2 separate regions of the Mus musculus genome follow, and region 2 is linked to region 1. A link is a contact called in public HiChIP or PLAC-seq data. All regions are on one chromosome and are shown on one strand. Each heading gives the region's core, a stretch centred on a gene start, on an enhancer-like site or on the middle of the called end of the contact. The rest is flanking DNA. Distances are from core to core; before and after follow the strand shown.

Region 1 (5,498 bases), core at 1,263-3,762:
GTGTGTATTCTCCGTGATACCGCATCTTGGTATTGTCTCTCCTATCAGTGTCCGAGGCAATCAATGCCTGGCCCTATTACCCACTGAGTTCTTGTTAATGATTGCAGGAGAGATCCCAGAGAGACAAGGGAAAGGGACTGGAGTTTTAAGTGGAAAAATAGTAATTTTAGAGGCATTACCTCACTCAGAATTTGTGAGAAAGCAGAACAAGACCCTTAAGCCATGTAGCCAGAAGCAATGCCCAAACTCCCCTCGTGTGTCTGCTGTGGATGGGACATCCAGCAATGTCCCAGTCCCTCTCCCAGTCCCTCTCCCAGTCCCTCTCCCAGTCCCAGTGGCATTCAAGCCCCAGGACAGCTGCTACCTTGAAGGAGCCAGATGTCTCTGCCCACACTTGCTGGCAAACACCTTTCCCCTCTAGCAGCCCTGTTCCTGTGGCTTTACTGTCACTATCCCAGTCACTGCTCCACCCTTATGGTGACGGTGACAAGACAACACAAAGCAGGTGACCCCTGGGAAAGGCACTTGGGTTGCCAGTCTGGTGGCGTTATATCAATGAGCAGCTAGCTGGCCATTATATAGAAAGATACATCTCATGCCGGTGGCAACTGTGGGATAAGCAGAGAGAAGTCACCTGCTTTAGTTAGACTTTGTGCTTCTGATATCTGGGTCCTACACGCCAGCAGAGAGAGGTGGCGGGTAAAGTTTGTTCTCCTTTGCTGCTGTGTTAGGAACAGTGACTTCAATGGCGTCTCAGGACCTCTTCTGGGTACTAAAATTGATTGACAGAAACAATAAAATGATGGGTGTGCTCTTCAATTGATATCTCAAGTTTATGGAGTCTGTCTTACAATACAGCAATTTGCAGTGTAGATACTAATATTGAGTTTCCCTCTGATAACCTCCACTCCTTACACACACACACAATCACAACCACAATACACACTTACTATTTGAGTGTGTGTGTCTTCCTCTCTATCGGTCTGTCTCTCTCTGTCTCTCTGTCTCTGTCTCTCTGTCTCTCTCTCTGAGTCTGGCATATAGCTTTTCTGATGTACCAATGGGAACAAAGACTCAGATTCATGCAGTGTTTTTGATGAGTTCCTACGGCCGTGTATTTACAGTGATGAGCTTTTTCTGAACCCCAACTCAACAAGCACGACTTGACTAAGAAGTTGGGAAGATTTTTCTTGGTTTCGCTGGTCTTGAGCTCCACCACTGGGCAGAGGGGAACCTTTGCTGTGCCTTTCTTTCACTGTCCTGTGGGCACCTTTGAGTCAGGCCCACTTGAGAAGGCAGCTGTTCCAATCAGGGTGTGGATCTTTCCACAAACACTTGTCATCTCCCGATTGCTTGGAGACAGAGGCAGAATGAGATGAAACAGGGAGGGGGAAGGGCACGTGGACGGGAGACTGAAAAAGCTGTTAAATGGAGAGAGGACACTAAGGGAACGAATTTTCTTTAGCTGTGTTCACAGGAGTTTCTCACGTGATACATTCGTGTCTCCCCCCCACTCTCTCTGTAGCACTGGGCTAGTTATGTGCACTGTGGCACTTCACACCCGAAAAGCCTTTTGTGTAGGTATTGTAATCTCTGTCTTTCATAGATCCAGAAAGCCATCTGTTTATTAAATTCTAATTCACACACTCCTCCAGAGAAGTTCCCCCCTACCTTGCCCCCCCCTTCTCTCTCTCTCTCTCTCTCTCTCGAATGGAACCATGGAATCCAGGGACTTAGATGTGTGAGCCAAGCTCTCTACCACAGAGAGATATTCCTATTCTTTTCACCTTTTGATTTTACAGATTTTTGGGCTTATTTTGAGACAATGTTGCTAGGTCACCTAGGCTGACCCCGAAACTCACTCTGTAGCCCAGGCAGATCTGGCACTTTCAATCCCCCTGCCTCAGCCTTCCAAGTAGCTAAGATTACAAGTCCCCACATCTGATGGAGAGCTGGCTCAGCGGTTAAGATCACTGTCTGCTCTTCCAGAGGTTCTTAGTTCAATTCCCAGCAACCAAGTGGTGGCTCACAACCATCTGTAATGGGATCTGATGCCCTCTTCTGCTCTTCTGATATGCAGGTCTACATTCAGTTAAAGCACTCATTAAAAAAAAAATTAAAGGAAAAAAAAAACGTACAATCAAGACTATCAGGCCTGGCTTGGGGTGGGAGTGGGGTGGGGTGTCCCCCTTTCTAAGAATACATAGAATTATACTCTATTTGAGACCAAGCTGCGAGGCTTCTCCTTAGGATGCAAATTTTGGGAGAGGGATGGTCTAGTTTTGGCTCCAGAGCAGACAGGTTCATCCCACCTTCGGGCAGCTGGAGCTGCTGAGCAGAAAGACAGACAATCTGGTCTAAAGAGTCCTTCACAGTGTGTGTGGGAGCTCGCCATTACAAGCAAAGAGAAGGCAAAACAAGGAGCAGAAGGCACAACTGGGTCTGAGATATAGACAGCTGTTGGACCAGGCTGCAGACATCCTGTGTACACAGACCTGGACCTCTACAGCGCAGGCGCGGAGCCAACCGCCTCATCCCACCACCCCCCCCCCCCCCGCACCCCCCTATCCCCACCCCCCACCCCCGCCTCCTAGCTTGGTCTACCTAACTCTTCAAGTCCTGCTCTGGCAATTCCTTCCCGTTCCTCCTCCCTCTCCAGTTTCTGTCACAGAGCCAGCCTGAAAACAGGTATGAGGTGGTGGGTCAGGTTCCATGAAGGAGTTGTATTTATTAGGCCACCCGCAGGGTAAGGGACAGCCTGAAGAGGGAAGCCCAGCTAAAGCAGGTTCCCACAGGAGTAAGGCGCAGGCTCACCTTGAACAACACACTACCTTCAAGGCCAATTAGATGGGAGGGGGTCTCCTGTAGCACCAACCTCCCGTGGAAAAGGCTTCCCTTTCCCTATGGAGGCCACGGGTTCATTCTGAGGGCTCCACTAGTCAGTGTGAAAGACAGAAAGGATCTTTATGAACTACAAACAGAAACGTGCATCACCGGGCTTAAGTCAAAAAAAGAAAAAGAGAGAATCTAGACATTTCTTACAGAGAACACAATTACAACATCTCTTTCTGATGATGAAAGTATCGCTTTGTTCAGTTTGAAAATAACTAAAATAAATAAATATACAATACTCTTATAATTCTTATTCTGGGCAAACAACATCTTTGGGTAACTTCCTTTTCCCCTTAAACTGAAGGAAGCAGCAGTGTGATTGGCCGCTGAACCGTCTGCTAGTCTTACTACTTTGTGTCTAACATCTCTTCTTTCAAGCTGAAGTTGTTTCCTGATTTTTCTTCTCCCACCTACAGCAGCCACAGGTCGCTTTTCCCTCCCAACGGGTCCGGCTGGCTGTGTGTTCTCATCTGTTAGCTAGAAGGGGCGCGTTTGTCTTTCTAATACTCTCTCAGATCTTTTGGGGTGTGCGGAGTTTGTGCGCTTGGAGTTTTTGGCCCTTCTTGCCCTCAGCCTTCATTCCTAAGCTGCCGGCACTTTTCTGCAGCCTACAGTCCCCGTGTGAAGCTAGCCTTGAACTTATTCTCTTGGGTTGCCAGCCTATCATTTCCGCAAAGCTCACGGCAGGAGAATGCCCAGTACTTTCAGTATCTTTCACTGGAGGTGTAATCTGAACGAGCTGACTGAGAGCAGCCCTTGTTCAAGTGAGTGTTGGCATCCTCTTCTCCCCCGGCGCCCCACTCCCAAACCCCAGCAAGTCAGGCTTCACAAGGAGACGCAACAAGGACTGTGGAAAAATGGAGAGAGAAACTGAGCTGCAATCCCACAGTCCCAAACAGTTCATGAAGTGCGCGCTTGGAGAGAGAGAGCCACAAGGCCCCTGGGAGCCTTTGTTTTTCCGAAAGCAGGAAGGTGTCGGAATTCTAACTGAAAAGTCTAGCTGAGCTGGATGGGGGAGGGTAAACTGACTCACTGGAAGCCCTTGGTGGCAGAGGAGGAACAGAAGAAATAGAAAATGTCTGTGGATCTTGAAAGATGACAAGGCAAAATTCAGGGAGCGTAAACCAACACCTGGCACCTGAGCTTGAAGCGGGCAACAGCATTAGCTAAGTAACGCGGCGCTTCTGAGAGGGCAACTTTGTATGGAAAATGAAATCATGCCAGGACAGACCTTTTTAGTGTGTGATGGACTGGATGTCCACGTTTAGCAAATGCAAGCTAAACAGGATGACGTCCTGCACAGGAGATGCGGGAGGAAGCTAAAGCTTACAGCTTGCACCCTGCATGTCACATATGACGGACGTCACTTAGACCCAGAACCGAGAAGATAGAAAAGGCTCTTAGCAAAAGTCAACAAGAGATGGGATGGACAGGGACCATCTGACAGGAATTTAAAGCAGCCACCAGGAAATTGCTTTAGCAGGGAATTACGAGCTAACGAGAAAACAAACACAGCAGAAAGTTTGAGAGAAGTGAAAAGGAGGAAGAGGAAGAAGGGGAACCTTACAACTGAAAAAGTGGAAAAAATAAACCCTGTTAATTAAAAATATGAAAATGAGATAGACAATTTTAAAAACAAAATACAAATGACCACTTACATGAAAACGTACCCAGCCTCACTAATCACAAGCAAATCAAAACCACAATGAAATGTCACCTTAGTTGGAAAGGTTACCTCCCTCCCCCAAAGAGACAGAAAAGAATGAACATTGGTGGATGAGAAAGGCGAGTCCCATACACACACTGTTAGTAAAAATTAATAAATACCACCATTACATTGTGTGACACAGCAGGTCCCACTACCCACAGCACATCTAAAGGAACTGAGACTAACAAGTGAATGAGAAATCGCTGCCATGTTTACTGTGGCAATATTCACAATACCCAGGACATGGAATCAAGCTAAATGTCCACCAGGAAATGGACAAAGTGAAGAACGTCATATACACAATGGAATATTACTCAATCATGAAAAAGTGAAAAAGCTGCTGTGGGCAGCAACATGGAACCAAAGGTCACCCAGTGAACTAAGTCAGTAATAGAAAGACAAATGCTTTCATTTAAACATGGATGCTGAAAAGCTGATCTCAAAGGAGCAAAGGCTAGGATAGTGGTTAACAAAGCCTGGGCAGGTTGGATGACACTGGACAGGACACAGAGGATTCCTAACTGGTACAGGGGTGACCCTGAGTAGAGGCAGCATCCAATGTTCTATAGCACGATAGCACATTGTAAGTTCTATGGGATAGCCATAGTGACAGCAATTCACTGAATATTTCAAAATAATAGCATATTCCCAGCAAAAAGGTAAATTAATATTTGAGGTGATGGTTCTGCCAGTTATCCAGTCCTGATCAGTACCTACTTATGTATTAAAACACTATACTATACCCCATTGATACATGTATCACAGTGTGCCATTAAAAATAGAACTGAAACAATTTTAAATACTTACTGGATATAATCAATAATTGAATGAATAGAACATAGGAAAATGTTTGAGAACTCGAGATGGGAAAAGCAGAAGTTGCATAACTTGAGCAACA
Region 2 (5,498 bases), core at 2,187-4,686, 460 kb after region 1:
CACTCTGTAAACATTTATTTTCTTCTAGAGAGAAATCTCAGAAGTGTGGCCAGAGCTGTCTCCTTTTATCCCCCCAACCCCCTTCTCATCAGCTTTGGCTCTCGAGCCATGGAGACCCGGCTCCTATTCTGATTTCTTTCAGATACCTTCCCAAAGGCTACCAGCTTCCCTGGCAAACTTTGAGAGAGATGTCTCAGGGAACTGAGGTAGCCCCACTCACCCAAGCTCCCGAGGATCAAGCAGGTTAGAATCGTCATGTAAAACTCAGCCTCCATTTTCCACTTAACAACGGTTCATGCTTCGCTTTGGGGAAAAAAAAAATTTCTCCCAGATAAGAGAGGCAAAGAGTAGGAAGGAAACGTGCTTCACGGAGAGGGGGAAAGTCAGTGACACACTTCCTCCAATTGAATTGTTTGGGGGGGAAGTTTTACACCAGTGTCCTTTTGTCTGTTTCCTTAGAAAGGAGGGATAATGTCCATCTCTTTTTAAAATGTAGAGCCAGCCTCCGGGAGCCAGAACAAACCCCAGAAAGTCACCCCTGCCACCCCTCTGGCACATGCTTATGTCTTAACCTCAAGATGGAGAAAGGGAATCGTAATGGTAGATAATTGAGTCTTCCTGCATCACGGCTTCTTTTCAGGTGATACGATTCTGCCCCATCTACGTAAGCCATGTAATTTATGGGGTCTGTGACAAGTGATATAAAGACATAAACATGTACTGTTTGTATAATGAGATGCTGGCGTCCATAAGGAAAACCACATAATGATGGAGCTCTGAGATCATTATCTCTCAAGTGATTACAAGATTGCAATTGGAGAGAGTCATCTCCCGCCCTGAGGAAAAGACTAAAATTAAATCCGTCCTATTACCTCCTTCAGTTTACCGGGAGTAAGTAAAGAAGAGGCTTCACTCAGTATTTACTGTTAAGAGTCATTTATTGGGAGTACGAAAGAAAGTCAGCTTTGCTGCATTGAAAATTCATATCTGAGCAGAACATCTCCTGTTTGCTGAGTGTGATTATTTTGCCTTCATTTGTCTCTTGAGGAAGGAGGTCTTTTAGAAATGTGAGGTCGTGCATGACAGTGTCCTCGGAAAAACTTTTGGGGATGAAACAGGTTGGAGCATTCCCCAAAGGCACCTGCTTCTTATTGGGAGAGAGATACCAGGTAGACACCATATTTAAAAATCCCTTCTTAGTAAAAGAGAGATGAGTATTTAAAATTATTGATACTTTATAGTTGCTATAAATTTGTTTATCCCCTTTTAAAGTAAAACAAGTCACAATGTAGAAATATAGTAGTTAGTATTGTGGAACAGGAGCCACTTGTATGCCTAATAATAGAATATATATGTGTACATATACATATAATATACATATACATATACATATATATCCAACGACAGTCATTGTGCTCTGTAATTGATCCATAGGAGATACTATAAATGCACACTTAATAGATATAATCAAGACACATGTCCATATAAAATAGTCACTGCATTTGATTTTTTTTTTTTTTCCAAAAACAAAAATGTCTTGGTTAAAAATCCATTGTCGATCACTCGAAACTTGAGCAGCAAGATTCTGGTAACTGAGATAGTTAATAGCACTTACAACAGGGACAGTTGGACAGCTGACAGTCCAGTCACAAGACAGGCTTTATGAACATTAAAGCATCTAAACACAGGATAATGTCAGCAGCTCCTCCAGTCTCTGAATATCACACACATCGATTCTGTGCGGCGGAGAGGCGACACAGACAGAACAAAACCCTCCTCAGGCTGCGAGAGGACTGTCATGCCTCCATCAGCACAGGACCTTCAGAATAACTGGGGGGATGCCTACGAACGCAGTCCTATACACAAAGGCTGGCAATCTTTCATGTTGCCAGATCTTCCACAATCAGTGCCTTAGGCTGGCTTTAGAGCCTCCTCGTCCATTGCAGGGAGCCCCTCTTGGAGCTCTTGGTAGGTAATTTGATGAATCACCCGGTGAGAGATTGACACTCTGGTAAATCTTCGGAGTCACTCGACAGTTTCTGGTGAAAGTCTGCTCTCGAACAGGCACAGAGCATGGTGCACAAATTCATACTGCTCGCTGGTTTGGACCATACCACCCCTGCATGGAAGAGATTATAAAATCACTCAGTTTTGCTGACACCTTATAATACTGTAACCGAAACATGACGCTAGAATGAGTCTTATGCCAAACAGGCAGAATAGCTGATCTAGTGAATTTTTTTTCTACCCTTTTTACCATCCTGGCTGGCGAAGTTAATATGTTAGTGCAGTCCCATGCTGTGCACCAATGCTGTATCATGGTGCGTTATGCACAGGTTAGCGATAACGATGATGCTGGTGTGAACGAGCCTACCTGGTGGCAGCTGTAATTACTGTACATTTCCTTGGAATGGATCATGCTAACTTTGTTGATAGCATTGGTATTTACTATGCTTCTTAGTGTGACTTAGCATGTACTCTGATTTCAGTGTTAAGGGTTGACTGGACAACTGTATGCCATGTAAGGCTAGCAGCCACTGCGTGCATCTCATAGCTATTGCACCTCTTGACAGTGCCATCTTCTCCTGTGCTTCCATTGGTTCCTGGTGGCTTTGAGAGAAGCAGGAAATGCTGTACATATAGCACGTCATCTAGTTGTGTGGTAGGTCATGCTATCCGGGTTTTTACATGTAGACTATATAATGTTCACATAACAATGAAGCTGTCTAATGATACATTTTTGAGACCACCTCTCCATAATTAAGCAACACATGACTCTCTCTCTCTATTCATATATATACACACATATATACATATACTCAGTCATATATATGCACATGTATGTGTATATGTATATATGTAGACATGTATATATGTAGACATGTATACACACACACACACACACACACACACATATATATCTCAATATAATGCCATGTACTCTAGGTACCCGATTATTTATTTTAGTGTTTTGAGACAGGGTCTCATATCATTTAGACCAGTATTGACTTCACACTGTGGTAGTAGATGGCCTTGAACCTTGATCCTCCTGCATCCTGGAAATGCTTTTACCTATGTACGGTTAGCAGAACAGTCGTAGAACCTCATGGATAAAAAACTGGATTCTGGAGTAGGTCAGAACACCCAGCTCAAAGACTTCTTGTGCTCATTTGAACTGTGTGATTTACACAAATTCCTTAAAAGCATTTGGTTTCATCTCCCCCACCCCCACCTTTGTTAAAGCAAGACAATGGCTATGTTACAAAGTTCTGAGCATTACTAGGTCAACGTGGAGCAGCTGGAGTGGCAGTATTAGTTTACTAGAGTCTTATCCATCCTGAAACGCATTATCTACTTGGGCTAAGCACAGTGGATGTAGGTTAACAAAACACAGCTGAGCTGCGTTCTATCTCTCTTCAGACAAGTCAAAGATCTCCTGGAAAGTGGTTTCTTTAAGGCTATCTGGGCACCAACCAGCCTTTGGGTATGCTAGGTATCTAAACACAATGGTGGGTGGGTCTTTTAGCTGGCTGGAAGCTGGGAATTGGCTCTTGCTTTTGCTCTGTTGGGGCCAGCACCATCACAGCTGTCCAGCATCCCCCCCCCCCCCGCCCTGTGGCACAGCTCAGTGGCAGGCAGCTACTCTGTGTGGAAACAGTCTATTCTTCATCCCACCTTCATATACACAATACTTAGTCACACTTTTTCTCCTAGGGTGATGGTTCTTTCAGCTTGACAAAATTGTCAGACACTACTGTAAAAGCTAACCCACTTTTCATTTTGTGGAATAAGAGCATCGTGATTGATAGTCATGATCTGAAGATCTGAATTCTTCTAATCTCTCTGTAACTGTTCAGTTGCACAACAAATCCCATTTTAGTCTGTCTTTGTCTTATCTAGGTTTTTTTTTTTTTCTTTTATTCATTTCTAGTGCTGGTTGGTACTATTCAAAATCGTTTTCAGACCACGGTAGCACTTCCAACTTAAAAGCGTGATGTGTCGCTGTCACTGTCACATGACTTCTGGCTAAGGATAACTGAAACTAGCTCTGTCTATAGGCTTCCTAAGCCTGCCACACTGCTAAAGCAGCAAGGCTACATCCTCTGAGGTAAACAGTGATTCCTCAGGCAGGTTTGACATGGTGCCAAAACCATGTATCCAGCAAGAAACAAAGAGGTAACTGGTTTCCTGAGGTAGCAAACTTCTGTGAAGAAATATTACCACAGTCTTTCCAACGGGAACTGTATGTTTGTTTTCCAAGCGTTGGCTGGTCAGAACGTGACAACAGAAATGGCAACTCAGGAGACACGCTCTTTTCCAAGTTGTGTGATGACGTCTGGGAAAGTTTTACGAAAAAAAAAACAAAACCAAAAAACAAAGCAGGTGTTCAGGAGATGGTAGTCTAGACTGCAAAGCCTGGGAGATGCAGCCACAGTCAAGATTAGGGCAGCTGCAGGGCACTGAGAGGCACCTCCCTTCCTTTGACATTCCCTCAGAGAATGGACACTCCTACGTCAAGCTGTGGGCTGTACGTGGAACCTTTGTGTGCACTGCCTCTCGTGGGCACTGCTCTGTGAACGTCTTCCTACCATTTACCTCACCTTGAGGCAAGATACCCCCTCTTTCTTGACTGTTCTGTTCAGCACTAGAATTTGTATGTCCAGTGGGTGGGCCAAAGCAATCACAGTTGAGGTCTTAGTAACGGTTCACAGGCTCAGCAGTATGTGACCAGGGCAGGAAGAATGTCACTGGGACCAAGGTCTGTTGACTGTAACAGATTCAGTTAACTAAGTCAAGGTTGCTGCAGTGGCCGGCCATTGAAGGTGGGGGAAGGTGGGAACACACAGTGCCCTGTGGTAACATTCTTGTCACTCTGAAAGCGTCAGGAAGACCCAGGGAAAGTGTTGTTATTTTCCATTTCTTTTGGAGGACAAGAACAAAAGGAGTAACGTCTGAGGAGTCCTCAAAGATCATTCACTGGAATTACTGGCAAAAACTTGTTTCTTTATAGGCCGGGCGGTCAGCCAGCTTCTGGAATGCTCACAGGCAGAGATACCTTTAGAGCAGGCTTCCGAAGACATCAAAACGAATCTCTCTCTAACATTCTCACTCTATTGGCCAACTGGAATAGCCCCAGTAGGTCTCAAGATTCTCCTTGTAGTCACACAATAGTTCTTGAAATGATGAAAACAACCATCAAAGTCCCCATAATCTTTCTTCTCTAGACTAAACATCCTGTAGTTACTCAACATCTCTGTGAAGCCTGCTTTCCCTGCCACTCACCGATAGTCTCCTACTTCTGTGTGCTATTTTATGAAATAGGACCGGCCTACAGTTATCCCCAAGGGGATCCTGCCAGCAAGCATATTTTCTCCCTTAGCTACTCATCGTAGAGCATCAGGATGAGATCTGCAGGTGCGTCAGGAGGCAAGGCCACAGTGCTGGCCTGCAGGTGCATGGTACTCAGCAAGCATTGTAGGAACAGTTAGGTTAATTAA

Evidence for each region. HiChIP or PLAC-seq counts read pairs in DNA pulled down with a chosen protein or histone mark.
Region 2: a contact with region 1 is called in an H3K27ac HiChIP or PLAC-seq map of extraembryonic endoderm stem cells. The contact joins the enhancer-like site here to the promoter of 4930579P08Rik in region 1. A contact is called at or near these places in 7 of 39 promoter capture datasets (the 3T3-L1 cell line, 3T3-L1-derived adipocytes, the HPC-7 cell line and 3 more), 1 of 484 Hi-C or Micro-C datasets (adipose-derived mesenchymal stem cells), 1 of 115 datasets of contacts at active chromatin or transcription factors (extraembryonic endoderm stem cells) and 2 of 9 other capture datasets (adipose tissue and liver).

The regions. Positions count from the first base shown.
Region 1 is chr10:116,726,267-116,731,764 of GRCm38.p6, reverse strand. 4930579P08Rik (RIKEN cDNA 4930579P08 gene) reads right to left here and starts at 2,512. Exons shown (of 3, transcript NR_131036.1): 1 at 2,313-2,512; 2 at 635-772. It overlaps 1700030O20Rik (RIKEN cDNA 1700030O20 gene), which reads left to right and starts at 2,588. Exons shown (of 3, transcript NR_045345.1): 1 at 2,588-2,688.
Region 2 is chr10:116,270,354-116,275,851 of GRCm38.p6, reverse strand. It overlaps Ptprr (protein tyrosine phosphatase, receptor type, R), which reads right to left. Exons shown (of 14, transcript NM_011217.2): 14 at 923-2,119. The coding sequence ends at 2,026. It also overlaps a transcript of Ptprb not described here. Among named protein-coding and RNA genes, the nearest start is that of Ptprb, 28 kb to the left of the region's middle. Within about 2 kb of position 3,436, at least 14 of the 459 cell types and tissues checked have an H3K27ac peak or open chromatin away from gene starts, as enhancers often do. A contact at or near this core is called in adipose tissue and extraembryonic endoderm stem cells, where this site is marked.